Regions from separate parts of the Mus musculus genome. Here all the other regions are linked to region 5. Evidence: chromatin contacts called from public Hi-C, HiCAR-type, HiChIP or PLAC-seq and promoter capture Hi-C data. All regions are on one chromosome and are shown on one strand. Each heading gives the region's core, a stretch centred on a gene start, on an enhancer-like site or on the middle of the called end of the contact. The rest is flanking DNA. Distances are from core to core; before and after follow the strand shown. Region 1 holds the start of Micos10 (mitochondrial contact site and cristae organizing system subunit 10). Region 2 holds the start of Capzb (capping protein (actin filament) muscle Z-line, beta). Region 3 holds the start of Alpl (alkaline phosphatase, liver/bone/kidney). Region 4 overlaps Tmco4 (transmembrane and coiled-coil domains 4). Region 5 holds the start of Pink1 (PTEN induced putative kinase 1).

The links. Promoter capture Hi-C pulls out the DNA fragments that hold promoters and counts their contacts. A called contact is a pair of places that touch in the nucleus more often than the background predicts. HiCAR-type assays count read pairs that join an accessible place to other places. HiChIP or PLAC-seq counts read pairs in DNA pulled down with a chosen protein or histone mark.
Region 1: a contact with region 5 is called in a Hi-C map of CD8 T cells, with 3 times the contacts expected there. The contact joins the promoter of Micos10 here to the promoter of Pink1 in region 5. A contact is called at or near these places in 1 of 39 promoter capture datasets (neural stem cells) and 1 of 484 Hi-C or Micro-C datasets (CD8 T cells).
Region 2: a contact with region 5 is called in an H3K27ac HiChIP or PLAC-seq map of thymic regulatory T cells, with 5 times the contacts expected there. The contact joins the promoter of Capzb here to the promoter of Pink1 in region 5. A contact is called at or near these places in 1 of 39 promoter capture datasets (liver) and 2 of 115 datasets of contacts at active chromatin or transcription factors (pancreatic cancer cells and thymic regulatory T cells).
Region 3: a contact with region 5 is called in a promoter capture Hi-C map of pre-B cells, with 2.4 times the contacts expected there. The contact joins the promoter of Alpl here to the promoter of Pink1 in region 5. A contact is called at or near these places in 2 of 39 promoter capture datasets (liver and pre-B cells) and 1 of 115 datasets of contacts at active chromatin or transcription factors (large pre-B cells).
Region 4: a contact with region 5 is called in a HiCAR-type map of embryonic stem cells, with 3 times the contacts expected there. The contact joins the enhancer-like site here to the promoter of Pink1 in region 5. A contact is called at or near these places in 1 of 39 promoter capture datasets (liver), 2 of 484 Hi-C or Micro-C datasets (CD4 T cells and CD8 T cells) and 5 of 115 datasets of contacts at active chromatin or transcription factors (the 230-238 cell line, bone marrow-derived dendritic cells, bone marrow-derived macrophages and 1 more).

The regions. Positions count from the first base shown.
Region 1 is chr4:139,129,629-139,132,411 of GRCm38.p6, reverse strand. Micos10 (mitochondrial contact site and cristae organizing system subunit 10) reads left to right here and starts at 1,299. Exons shown (of 4, transcript NM_001163006.2): 1 at 1,299-1,490. The coding sequence starts at 1,427.
Region 2 is chr4:139,191,497-139,194,231 of GRCm38.p6, reverse strand. Capzb (capping protein (actin filament) muscle Z-line, beta) reads right to left here and starts at 1,333. Exons shown (of 9, transcript NM_009798.4): 1 at 1,204-1,333. The coding sequence starts at 1,206.
Region 3 is chr4:137,795,064-137,797,855 of GRCm38.p6, reverse strand. It overlaps Alpl (alkaline phosphatase, liver/bone/kidney), which reads left to right and starts at 1,472. Exons shown (of 12, transcript NM_007431.3): 1 at 1,472-1,614.
Region 4 is chr4:138,978,886-138,981,585 of GRCm38.p6, reverse strand. The region is part of intron 2 of Tmco4 (transmembrane and coiled-coil domains 4); the gene reads right to left. Among named protein-coding and RNA genes, the nearest start is that of Tmco4, 7.3 kb to the right of the region's middle. Within about 2 kb of position 1,370, at least 34 of the 459 cell types and tissues checked have an H3K27ac peak or open chromatin away from gene starts, as enhancers often do. A contact at or near this core is called in embryonic stem cells and liver, where this site is marked.
Region 5 is chr4:138,324,919-138,327,618 of GRCm38.p6, reverse strand. Pink1 (PTEN induced putative kinase 1) reads left to right here and starts at 1,323. Exons shown (of 8, transcript NM_026880.2): 1 at 1,323-1,786. The coding sequence starts at 1,400.

The DNA of each region.
Region 1 (2,783 bases), core at 50-2,549, 800 kb before region 5:
GGTTGTTGGTGGGTTGCTGCTGGTTAAGTAGTAAAGTGGGAAGAAACAATAAGAAACTAGCTATTCTGCTGGAGAAGATCAAGCTTGCTCCAAGGAACTCAATGCCCCTCATCAGCAGGAAACAGTCTAATGATAACGTCACCTGTTGCCCTATCCTTTCTTATCGCCTATCTAGTGTTAGGGGGTTGAGTGGGTGGAAGAAAAGAAGTATCTATAAAGTAACACTGGTTGCGCTTTAGGGCTGTTTAGGTCACTCGGCAAGTAATAGCACTGCCTCTAAGTCTGGTGATCTGCGTTCAGTCCCTGGCACCCACAGGGTGGAGGGGCACCCACTCCCACTAGCTGTCCTCTGACTCCCACATGTGCCATTATAGGGCATGCGCAGGCACCCACACACTCTGTATAAAATGCAGCAGGGTGGGGGGTTGTTTTTAAATCCATTTGAATGGAAGTCGTTCATGCTCAAATAAATACTCCCCGACTGTGGCCATGCAGACAACCCTAATTAAACTGTGGATGGAGTGGTGCACATCTTTGATCTCAGCCCTACAAGGCAGAGACAGGTAGATCTCTTAATTCAAGGCCAGCCTGCTCTACAGAGCCAGGTCCAGGACAGCCAGGGCTACACAGAGAATCCCTGTCTCTGAAAAACAAAACAAAACAAAACAGAGACAATCAGAGAAACAGAAAACAAAACCAAACCCTCATATAACATGCCGGGCAGTGGTGGCACATGCCTCTAATCCCAGCACTTGGGAGGCAGAAGCAGGGGTTTTCTGAGTTCAAGGCCAGTCTGGTCTACAGAGTGAGTTCCAGGACAGCCAGGGCTACACAGAGAGACCCTGCCTCAAAAAAAAAAAAAAACAAAAACAAAAACAAAGTATATAACATATATATATATATATATATACACACACACACACACACACATTATTTTATTTGTTATATGTTTTATTATATATAATATAGATATATAATATACGTATATTTTATATATATACATGTATACATATACATACACACATATATACACATACACACATGAGGAAGATGGGGTTCAGTAGGTATAAAATGGAGGATGAAAGAGGGCAACAGTAGAACGGGAGGAGGGCAATGGCCAAAATAATTATGTACAAATATGAAAAACCCAGGAAAGACAAGGCCTTCTGTACTCTGGATGTAGTCAGTCTTCGCTTCCCTTCCGCTATCTCCAAGGTCAGGGTCACCTCCGGCTCCCAGGCAACCTGTCACCTTGACGACCGAGCGAAGAAAAGCCGGAAGCCAGGGACGACGTATGTGATCCCGCGATATTTGGCGCGCCGGCTCCGGCCGGAAGCTTATGGTGGCGGCCGGCTCTCGCGAGACTTGCCATCAGTAGGAGCGCGGGGGCCGGCCGTGAAGAGTGCTGGAGTTGCCAGTGAGGAACATGTCGGAGTCCGAGCTGGGCAGAAAGTGGGACCGGTGCATGGCCGACACGGTCGTGAAGCTAGGTGAGCTCATCTGCCTCTGGTAGGCCCTGGGCTGGAGCCGAGCGGCCCGCGCGCGGACGGGAAGCCGCAGGGGTCAAGCCGCGGCCTGCTGCTGTCTGGACGGCGGGGCGCGCTGAGCTGCGGGGCGCTGACAGGTGACGACTGTCAAGCGGGGCGGCGAGGGCGACGAGGGCGACGAGGGCGGCGAGGACAACGGGCCGAAGGGCGCGGGAGTTTCCGAGGTGGCTGGAGGTGCAGGCCCGGGGAAGCAGCGGTGCTCCGGGAGTGGGAAGGCGTGCGGGACGCGCCGGGAAACTCTGTCACTCCATGCCCCATGTCCCCCGGGTTAGGCGAGCAGCCGGCCGGAGCGCAGACGGCTCCCCAGCCGGGAGCAAGCGGCCTTCGGAAGAAGGTCATAGAAGAAGGCGCTTAACCGCCTCCGTCGGGCCGCGCTGGCAATTGCGGTCGTGCCCGGCCTCATTGATCCGAACCCGCCTCGGGTCTGCAGTTGGAGCCGGGGGTTATTCTCCGGAAGAATGGCCGCAGTCAGATAGATCGCGGCCACCGCCGGCCCCCTCGGTAGTCCAGGTTGTCTCTTTGGACACGCGTCCTGTGACGACACACTTTGTGAGGTCACGGGGTCGGGGAAGGAGGCTCGGGGGGCGGGGGTGTCCCATATAATAGTGATGGTGATGCAGATGTTAGGCGCGCTGCTCGCCACGGTAGCTCGGAAATGACCTGTCTCGTCGTGAGTTGGAGCTCGGTGAAGGAGCTTGCCTGAAATCGCGTTGCTGATAATGTGGCATAGTTGAGAATCCCTCCCCCCCCAGGATTTCTTCCTTGGGGTTCTCAGGCTCTCTGCTGATCCTCGTCCACTCCATCTTTCTCTTGTTGATTGTCTGCAGCTATTGGTGTGTAGGCCAGAGATCGATGATGAGTGGCTTCCCTCCCTCAGTAGCTCTTTGCCCTATTTATTGAGACAGTGCCTCACTATGGAGACCTGGCTGGCCAGGAAAACTATGTCAGCCAAGTTAGCCCTGAACTCAGACACTCTCTGCTGGATTTAAAGGTGTGCACCACTACACAGGACTCTCACAGGAACTGGAGCGCATCAGTTTGCCTAAACTGGCTGCCCATTGAGTTTTGATCGGCCTTCTCCCCCTCCCCAGCATTTTTTCATGGGTGTTGAGGATTTGAGCTCAAGTCTTTTTTTTTTTTATGCCAGGGGCTTTATTATCCACTGAGCTGTCTCTCCAATTCCTCCGACTCTTTCTTCTATACTAACATTTATTGTTGAAACTTAGATCCCATTCT
Region 2 (2,735 bases), core at 84-2,583, 870 kb before region 5:
GTTTCTGCTCACCTGCTCCGAGGCACCTCCATAATCAGCAGTCCCAACTCTAACAAGCTGACAGTTCAGGGGGAAAGGAAGGCTGCGCCTGCTAGGATGCATCGTGTCCAGGCCGTAGGTTGGGCTGCTGAGCTCCGTGTCCCCCTAGCCCCAGGGCTGCGGCCTCACAAGAGCAATTGTGAGTTCACCCCTGTCCAGTTGGCTTACCAACCCGTCAGCACTCTGCTCCCCACTCAGGCAGGGCACCCCTCAAGACGCGCTCTATTAGCCGCACTACCACTAGGCCCTCCCAAGGGAAATGCCCTGTTCTGCCTTCCGGGCATACAGATGCCGCCCTTCTCTCCCTCGCTCGCCTGCTCACTCACACCGAAGCGGCCTCCCCAGAAAGGGGCAAACCTAGGAAAGGCTCAGTACCCAGACCACCCCCACCCTGGCTGGGGCTCTCCCCCGCTCGCCAGAGGCTGCCCAGAAAGAGCCTCCTAGGAACAGGAGAGGGGACACCTGGGTCAGGAGCAGGACACGGAACAAGCAGGGTCTAGATGGGAGGGTGAGAGCAGCGAAGGGCTGACGCAGGCTAGGCTAAGTCGTGAGAAGTCGGGGGAAGGGGACGGCTAGGGCCGGGGACAGGGAGGTGCAGGGAGGGGGGGAACACAGCTGGAGTAGAGAGGCCACACTTGAGGACCGACCGCAGAGAGAAGATTCCATGACGGTGAAGGAAACAAACCTAGGCAGAGTTCACTGGAAAGGGCTTATCGGGGTGCAGACTGGGGCCATGGAGAGGAGAAGAGTTTGGGGGAAGGGGACCTAGACTGGACCACTGGAGCGAGAACCACGGTCCTAGCCTGGGCCCTGGGGCCGAGGCAGGAGCCCAAGTACAGCCCATGGGATGAAGGCCTGCGAGAGGGGTGCCCGGCCTGGCCCCTGAAGGAAGGAAGGTCTAGCCTGGGATAGGCGAGACTAGCCTGGACTTGCAGGGAGAAGAACTGGGCTCCACATGGAGCCCAGGGCGGGGTCATAGGCTATCAGGGCCTCCCGCCGCCCACTCCGGACCCGAAGAGTGGCGTCTGCCTAGGGTCCGGGACCCCGCCCCTCCCCCACCCCGGATCCCCACCCTTCCCGGGCCGGGCGGGTCGGCGAAGGAGTGGACGCGAGCTCCGGCGGTGAGAGGGGTCCCGGGATGGAGCCGTGAAGGGGTCCCTTTACCATGGTGGCGGCGGCGGCGACGGTCCCTGTCCCGGCGTCTGTGGCTCTCCCCCCCGCAGCAGGGCCCTGCGCTTCCACTTCCCCGGGTGCCCAAGAGTGAACATCCGGGTCAGCGCCCCCCTCCCCCCCCCACCCCCCCGCGCCGGGCAGCCACCACCTTCCTTCCCCGCCCCGGCCAGCCCGACCCGCCCCCCAGCCGCCAGCTCCCGACCAATGAGAGCGCGGGGCCGCAGCGATCGCCAAGTATGGAGCGCCGCGCGGGGGGCGGGGACGGGGGCAGGCCCTGTGGTCGAGTGGGCGTGTCCTGTCTCAGGAGGGGCGGGCCAGGCGCAACGCTCCTGCGCGGCCAGGGCTGTGGCGTTCCGGAGGGACTGGGTCTACTTGCGTCCCTCCTCTGACTGTCAGCCTCGCTTCTCGCAGCTGCAGGACGCGGGCTAGCTGAGGGTGGAGCGGTTCACTGGTTCCCCTGGGCGGAGGATGCGGAAGGCGCCGAAACTAGGAGGGGACCGGCCCTCCGCAACCCACCCGGACCCGGAACTGGTGCGCCGGACGAGGCCCGGCCCCTACAGAGCGAGCGGAACCTGCATGGGGAAGCCGGCTCTGCCGCCCCTGTTGCTGAACACCTGCTATCAGGACCAGGCGGGCAGCTTTTAGGTACCAAAAGATGACAAGTGAATAAGCCATAAGGATCCCTGCCTGCACTTCATAGCTACCAGAGTAGTTGTGGGAAAGACCCGGGTAAGAAGACTAGAACATTTGGGTTCAATAAATGCTGTTTCATATACTTTTTTACATTATGTACAGAGAATCAGCCCGTTTCCCTAAATGAGTATCTCTCTCGAATCATATAGTGACTCAGAAATCCCTCTTTGTTTTCAGGTCTGAAGATTGAACGTAGAGCCTCAGGCAGGCTAGGCTAAGCTCTTCCACTTAACTGCAGCCCCAACCAGAAATTTGCTGTTCAAAAGAGTGAATTTTGTTTTGTTATCTAGAACTCAGGAGCCCTAGAATTGCACGTTTTGTTTATAACAACCCCCTACACGGCTTGCTCACCCTCCGTTTAGAGTCATATCAGGTCCTGAGAAGAGATCAGAAAACATCTGAGGGGAAACTGTGCCCTAGGCCTCTGAGCTTATAGTCAAGTGAAAGCTTGCAGGGACAGCCACCAGCAAAGAAAGCGTCCAGGTAAGTCTCTCAAGAATGACATAGACCAATATTACAGGAGTTCAGAGAAGGGAGTGGCACTTAGAAGGTCATTACACCGGAAGTATTTATCATGTAGCTATTGGCCAAGCACTGTGTAGGAAGCAGGCTGGAGAAATTACAGCTTTGAGCAAAATAGCCCATGATGGCATATGGCTTGTGGGTAAGATTTCACCTCCAGGAATAGAGCCTCTTACAGCCTGGGTAAGTACCCCTGTCCTGAGTTAAGGCCCCTTCAAGCTTGAAACCTGGTCAGAGACCAGGTACCCTATCTAATAAAGTATTGGGGGTGAGATGTGGAAAAACAGTGGATAGAGCAGGTAGACAGA
Region 3 (2,792 bases), core at 223-2,722, 530 kb after region 5:
TACAATCTCCAGCCTTTTGTCATCTTGAGCCCTTTGGCGCTAGCTAGCAAGTAATTGCCAAGTGCTGTGTTCTGAGCTCACTGCTGTCTTAACTCTCAGCTCCTTACAGACGAGGACTGCCGGGAAATGACCAAAGTTTCATTTATTCACCGCCCCAATGGCTTTTGCCATTATGACCTTGCTATGAAATACATAAATAAGGAGTAATTTACCCAATACTTGGTCTCACTTTGTAAAAACATAAACTTATTTCTCAAGGGAAATTTCCTAGCACCGCTGTAAATAAACAGCATTAATTATTAAAATACAAGAACAAATGAAAACAAACCCAGGCATTCCTGGGTTTTGGCATCAGGCTCCAGTTCCGGCCCTGAACTTACCGATGAGGTCACATGTTGTCTCTGGGCCTTGCTTTTCCTCCTGTAAAATGGGCTCAATAGTAGAGCTCATATAGAAGATGCCTGGACCTAAGACGGAACTTCAGGGTAGAAGTGATCAATCCTAGGTGCCCAGGAAGATGGAGTTCAGGGAAACCTGATCTTTGCTTTCAAATCTCTGGCTGTTGGGGATTAGAGGTACAGATGGGTTTTGTCAGCTTCAGTAGCGATGATAAGACCCTCCTCTTAGGAGGAAATGAGGAAGTATTCAAATGGTGGTGGCATTCAAACCTACCTCCAGGAGTTCACAGTAGGAAACGAATCAGAGACTTCAAAACCAGACTGGCTTTCAGGGGAAGGGAGGTGGTGGCCCTTGGGGAACTGGATAAGGCCCACTGGCACCCAGCGGTTGCCTTTCCTTGTTTCCTGTGCATGTTCCAAACTCGGTCTCTTATAACTCTCCCAATAACGTGAAGGAAGAAAAACCAGGGGATAGTGTCTGCGGGTTATAGAGCCTTGGCCAGTCCCCCGAAGTCACCAGAGCAGGCCTGTGGGCCTAGACAGTCTGGCTCCACTGCCTGGGAAGTGGTCTGCCCCGGGCAGGTCCTGGGGCTTCTGGCTGGGACAGACAGAATGTCCTGAGTCCCTGTTTCTTCAGATATTAGGGAGGGAGGGCCCTGTCCAAGGGGTCTCCTTCTGCTTCCTACTGACTTAGTTAAGGGCAAAAGAGAAAGTGGATAGGAAAGGGGTAAGGGTGTGAGGCTCAGAGGTGCACATGGTGACGGACAAGGATGTGTAGGCAGAAAGACGCACAGAAAAAAGGAGCCAGGTGGGTTCACAGACGCGCAGGGTCAGGCACAGGAAGACAACCATCGAGGGACAAAGTCTCCTACAGAGAAATCAAACCTAAAGACAAGCCAGCTGCACCCTGAAGCCAGGATGAGCCGCAGGGAAAGAGAGAGGCAAGGCGGGTTACCCTGCCTGTTGCAGCCCTACGGGCCGGGTCGAGCGCCGCGCTCCCGGCAGGGGGCGCCCTGGCAACGCAGAGGCACCCGCCTGGGGCTCGGGGTGCGGGCCGGGGGCGGGGCGGCCGGGGGCGGGGAGGCCGGCGGGTGCTCGGCCAGGCCGCCTTCATAAGCAGGCGGGGGAGGTGGCCGCCAGAGTACGCTCCCGCCACTGCGCTCCTTAGGGCTGCCGCTCGCGAGCCGGAACAGACCCTCCCCACGAGTGCCTGCAGGTAAGGAAAGCATGCTGCGCCCGTGGCTTGCGCGACTCCCACGCGCGCGCTCCGCCGGTCCCGCAGTGACTGTCCCAGCCACGGTGGGGACACGTGGAAGGTCAGGCTCCCTGGGGACCCACGACCTCCCGCTCCGGACTCCGCGCGCATCTCTTGTGGCCTGGCAGGATGATGGACGTGGCGCCCGCTGAGCCGCTACCCAGGACCTCACCCTCGTGCTAAGCACCTGCTCCCGGTGCCCACGCGCCTCCGTAGTCCACAGCTGCGCCCTTCGTGGTCCCTTGGCACTCTGTCCCGTTGGTGTCTAAAGTAGTTGGGGAGCAGCAGGAAGAAGGCACGTGCTGCGATCTTTGGCGGGAGAGATCGGAGACCGCGTGCTAGTGTCTGTCTGAGAGTGGGGGAGCCCAGGAAACGGAAGGAGCCTGTGAACGGTTCCAGGCTGTGTGCAGGTGAGAGTGGGGCTGCTGCCTTGCCCAGCGCGGGTAAGAAAGGGTTAAAGGCACAGTCACAGCGGCAGGACCCAAGACGGAGGAAAAAAACCTCATTCTTACTCCCACATTGTCCATGGTAATCCTTTTCAACGCGTAATGGGCCTGAGGAAGGAAGACTTGCAAAGGACTCTGGGGTATGCCTGTGAATCCTGATTAAAAAGGAAAGCTGGCGCGGCAACTCTGGAGAGATGCTGGCAGTCTGGAGGCTGAGGATCTCTGTGAGTTCGAGGCCACTCTAACACTCTAGGAAGATTAGGTCTCAAAATCATACACACACACACACACACACACACACACACACACACACACACACACACACACACACATACATATAACAGAGGGATTATTCTCAGGCCTGAAAGAACGTTTGGCTCCAAGAAGAATTCAAAGACCCCCCCTCAGGCAGCCTCAGATTCTCAGTCTGGTTGAGAATTAGGGCAACTGTTTATTAAATGCTGGATAAGGACTGCTCTGACACCTGACAGACTACAAATAGGGACAGAGAGTTTTAGACAATGTAGGCAATGACATTAGGCATTGAACCCTGTTGCCCATTCTCCACAGCCCAGGAGATTAAGGAGAGCCCCCCCCCAGTATGCCCTTCACCCTCCAAGCCTCTCTGGTCTCCCCAGTCAGCTCTTTCCTCTCCCACTCCCTGGCCGTCTCCTGTCTCTGCCTCCTTTTCCA
Region 4 (2,700 bases), core at 121-2,620, 650 kb before region 5:
CTCAATTCCTCTCAGATGACTTCAACTTATGCCAAGCCGACATAAAACTAGCCAGCACACACACCCAACCAGGAAGATTACTTTTGCTTCTTTAAAAGCTAACCGAAATTTTAAATACTTCATTGCTGCGCAAGAGTTCCTAAAAGTGAGAGAATTTGAATTGAAATGAAACCTGTGGGGAAACCATGCAGAGAGAAAAATCTTGACAAGGAAGACATTTTCCAAAATCACCTCTGCAAGGTGAACTGTCAGAGATGAGAGTTAACTTAACCTGTTTTCTGTCATAAAATCCCTTTGAACTCTCCAGAAGGTGCTGCGTGTGTCTGTCTCCACTTGGGCGGGGAACTCCTGGGACACGTGACCACGTGGCACGTGACCATGGCCCACTCCGGGCGGAGAGAAGCTGGACTCAGGGTGATTTTAGTATTTTCCTTTTCTGTTTGTGTCTCGTGAATTATCAGTATGAGTAAATACCAATTTTAAGATCAGAAAAATAGACATTTAAAGTTTACAATATTGCTGCAGTTTATAAAACACCCCTCGAAGTTCCCGGCAGAGAGGGCTTGGAGTTCAGCCTGTTACAATGTGTGGGGGTGGGGTGATGGCTCCACCTTTGAGAGGTGGAGCCCAGTGGGAGGAAGTGATGATGTCATTGGGGTCTATTGGGTCTGCCACTTCTGATCTCTCTGCTTCTTGGCTACTGTGGCCACAGGTTCCAGGCAGCAGGGCCAAGTGATCCTGACTGGAACTTGAATCTTTGAGCAAAATGACCCCTTTTCCCTCATTAGATTATCGTGACTAGCAGACGGGAGGATGGAGCTGGCTTGTGCTGGTCCAGATGTGCTGGCCTGTGAACATCAGCTCTCATTGCTACTGTGTTCAGTGCTGCTGTCAGCCTGGGACTGGCGGTGGGGATATTTACACCACAGAAAATGGCAAATGTGCATATTGCAATTTTCCCCCTAGAGAGGTGGCTAACCAGCATATTACCATATATGTATATGTACATGTATACACACACATACATACACACACACGCACACACATATATGTGTGTGTATATATATATACATATATGTATGTATATATATGTATATGTATATGTATATGTATATATATATAATTTGAGTTACTTCTTAAAGTACTTTTATTTTTTATGTGTGTGGGACATGTCTGCATATGTGACAGAGGTGCAGGTGCCTGAGAAATCCAGAGACACCAGACCCCCGAGAGCTGGATTTACAGACAGCTGTAAGCCACCTGATGTGGATGCCGGGAGCCAAGCTTGGGTCCTCTGGAAGAGCGGCCAGTGCTCTTAGCTGCCAAGGCGTCTCTCCAGCCCTCTAGTTATGTATTACAAAATGTTTACAGAGTAAAAAGATCTGAACGGACTTCACTGAAATGTTGATGAGCCTTGTCTCTTGGCTAAGGAACTAGAGGTTACTGGCTTTTAATTTTCTAGCATATTGTAATGAGCTCATTGATTATTATAATGGAAAGAGACCAATCAATTTAAAAATCACACTCTGTGTGTGTGTGTTTGTGCGCGTGCGTGTGTGTGTGTAAGCCAGAGGACAACTGGTGGGTAATGTTTCTCTCCTACTATGGAAGATCCCCAGAATCAAACTCAGGACCTCAGGCTTAGCAGTAGGCACTTGTACCTGCTGATCCATCTCCCTGGGCCAGAAAAAGACAAATTCAAATAACAGTCCTGTTACTTTCTCCTTGGAAGGGAGTATTTGGGCTTAGAACTCTGGCTCCATGTGGTCCAACCAACTAAAGCCCGGGTCACCGAAATGATCCACTGTTTGACCAACAGGTCCTGTCAGTCATAAAGTGGATAGGCCAGTTACACAGAGAGAGGGGATCTTTAGCCATCCACAGTGTACGGGTGAAGGAGCCTGTGGATCCAGCTTGGGGTTATGTGATCATGAAGCTGTCCCCCTCCCTTCCATCTAAGGAGGACGGTGGCACCTGTGGGGTAGGGGAGGTGGCACCACCGGAGCTGTGTACTCTGGTCCCCCAGGTCTCTCCACCCCTTGCTGTGGATCAAAATCAACCCCCACCCCAAAGTTAAACTGAGGTTCTAAAGTGCGTGTGAGGACACATTGATGCCAGGAAGCCTTGGATTCCTGTGGCAAGGAAAACTTGCTGTTGGTGCCAGCACCTCTGTGTTCTGCGTTTCCCAGCAGCCCCAGGGGCAGGAGGTCATGATGGAGGGAGTAGCCACTGTTTCCTAGAGCCTCCTGGTGATCCTGTCCTTTTCTAGGTACTGCAAAGACATCCAGGGACTCCAAACAAGGTCCATGTTTGATCTAGACGAATGCCATCTGCCAGGGTAACAATTTTTACAACCTGAGAGCCACCACACCCACAGAGAGGCTGTGTGTCCAAACTCGTGACAGACAGGGATGGTTCTGGAAAGACCTCACTCTGATCCTCAGTGATTGTGACTTGAAGCCAACCAAGCACATTAGCTATCACTAAGGAGAATGCTGCTCAAGTGGCTTTTTGTCACTCGTGGGACTGAGAGCCAGGCATTCTACAAATAGCAGCCCTGGGCCTTGAGAGCTCCGAGTGGGCGTTTGTTGACTGGCACCAAACACAAGGCAGTGGGATTTCTCCTAAGAAGAAAAAAAAAATCCCAAAGCCAGCATGGAAAAGGACATTAAGCATGATCAATAGCATGTTTTAAGTCAT
Region 5 (2,700 bases), core at 74-2,573:
AGCGAGAGAGAATGGCGGAAAACCCGTCCCCTTTTTAGGAGAGTTATATTTCGCCTAGGACGCATCACTCCCTGATTGGCTGCAGCCCATGGCCGAGCTGACGTTCACGGGAAAGGCAGAGTACAAGTAGTCGTAAAATACCCTTGGCACATGCGCAGATTATTTGTTTACCACTTAGAACACAGGATGTCAGCGCCATCTTGTGACGGCGAATGTGGGGGCGGCTCCCAACACTACCTCTGGTGGGTAGTGGGTTAAAAGAGAGGTTAAAGCATTGAAGAACCATCATTTAAAATAGGCTTTGAAGGCTGGGCAGTGGTGGCACACGCCTTTAATCCCGCACTTGGGAGGCAGAGGCAGGTGGATTTCTGAGTTCGAGGCCAGCCTGGTCTACAGAGTGAGCTCCAGGAGAGCCAGGGCTATACAGAGAAACCCTGTCTCAACACCCCCCCCCCCCAAAAAAAATAGGCTTTGAAAAAAATTAAAAATTTCACTGGATGACCAGTATTTGGTATTATGTGATTTTACACACACACACACACACACACACACACAAAATTATGCTTAAGTCAGAGACAAGCAAAAAGATTATTCAGCCTGATGTGGTGGTATATACCTGTAATCCCCACACTCCAGAGGGCCATCCTAGTCTACAGGAAGAATTCCAAGCCAACCAGGGCTATGCAAGGCCTTGTCTCAAATAAAGTAAAATAAAATGAGTAAAAATAGTAACAGGGTTAATAACCTTATTATCAGCTAGCTATTCGTAACAAGCAGTTTAAGTCATAGGGATTTATTAAGCATCTGGGTGGCTTCTGGTTAAGTCTCCCAGTCAGTCTCAGACCTCAGCTCCTGCACCCACTGGTGCATAAATTATGGCCTTTGGTCAAGATTTCCCTCCAAGATCTAAGCCCCGGAACCTCCAACCTGTCTGTACAGGAGCATGAGAGCACTTGGGAGTGGGGGAGAAGAGCCAAGGTCTTCCCTCGATAGCCAGGGCAGTGTGAACTTCAACCTCAACTCTAATACCTGCAAGCAATCTGGAAACACCACAGTCGCTTATCTACAAAATTGGCACTCATATCATGGGGGGGACAGTCAAACTAGCTAACAGGTGTAAAGGGCCTGGATCGGTGACTGATAACAAATATTAGTTTCCTGGCTCAACGTCTCATCTTAACCAGGACCAGTGAAGTTGTTCACAACCCCTCGACCTGGGTTCAAAGTGCAAACCAGCTGCACCAAGGGATGCAGGGATGAGCGGGTAGCGCCCCCGCGTGCTGCGCAGGAGAACTGCCGGGGACCGCCCCCCGCGCTTGCGCACAGGCGCCGCCCCCGAAGTTTGTTGTTGTCCCAGACGTTTGTGGCGGTGGCAGCTGGCTCCGGTCACCGCGCCACCATGGCGGTGCGACAGGCACTGGGCCGAGGCCTGCAGCTGGGTCGGGCGCTGCTGCTGCGCTTCGCGCCCAAGCCCGGCCCGCTGTTCGGCTGGGGGAAGCCCGGCCCCGCGGCGGCCTGGGGCCGCGGAGAGCGCCCAGGCCAGGTCGTAAGCCCCGGAGCACAGCCTCGGCCGGTCGGGCTCCCCCTCCCGGACCGCTACCGCTTCTTCCGCCAGTCGGTAGCTGGGCTGGCGGCGCGGATCCAGAGGCAGTTCATGGTGCGGGCCCGGGGCGGCGCAGGCCCTTGCGGCCGAGCGGTCTTCCTGGCCTTCGGGCTGGGGCTGGGGCTGATCGAGGAGAAGCAGGCGGAAGGCCGGAGGGCCGCCTCGGCCTGTCAGGAGATCCAGGTGAGAGCGGCGGTGGGCGGGAGCGCCGGGAGCGGGCCGAACCGGGCCAGAGTGTAGCCCTGAGGCCAGCCGGGCCGGGGCGGGGCCTAGGCCAGGAGGAGGCGGGGTTAGGAGAGTGAGTGATCTGGGTGGGGCGGGGCCAAATTGGACAGCAAGGGCGGAGTTAGTTGGATAGTTGTTGGGGCAGCCTCAGAATCCTAGTGGTGTAGGGGCGGGTCGTGAACCAGGGCGTGGTAGGAGCCTGGGCATTGGGAAGGGCAGGTCTCTGAGCCGTGATTGGGCAATTTAAGGGGGTGGGGTACTCGTGGACCAGACTGAGTGGCTGGTGGCATCTTAGTTATGTGTCTAAGAGCATGAGGACATGCCTAGACCTTGGGGGGGGGGGTAGGTAGATCAGGGGATAAGGCAAAGATTAAAATCTATCTATGACTTGGACTATACATTTCTTGGAATTGATCTGTTAATTAAGGCTGACCTATTTCCCATTACTGATGGCCTGATATGCCGACACTTTGCAAACAGTATGGTTTAAAAGCTGCTGATTATTGGTCTCTGTTGCACTGTAACAAATGGCTTTGAGTAAATTTCTTTTCTTTTGGGATGCATAAAAGGGGGACAGAGCCTTGATTTGTATATGTAGCCCAGGTTTGTCTTGAACTTTTTTTTTTTTTAGTTTTTCAAGACAGGGTTTCTCTGTGTAGCCCTGGCTGTCCTGGAACTCACTTTGTAGACCAGGCTGGCCTCGAACTCAGAAATCCACCTGCCTCTGCCTCCCAAGTGCTGGGATTAAAGGTGTGCACCACCACAGCCCGGCTGGATGATAACATTTGGAATGTAAATAAATAAAATATCCAATTGAAAAAAAAAAGTCACTCAGGAGGCAGAGGCAGGCGGATTTCTGAGTTCGAGGCCAG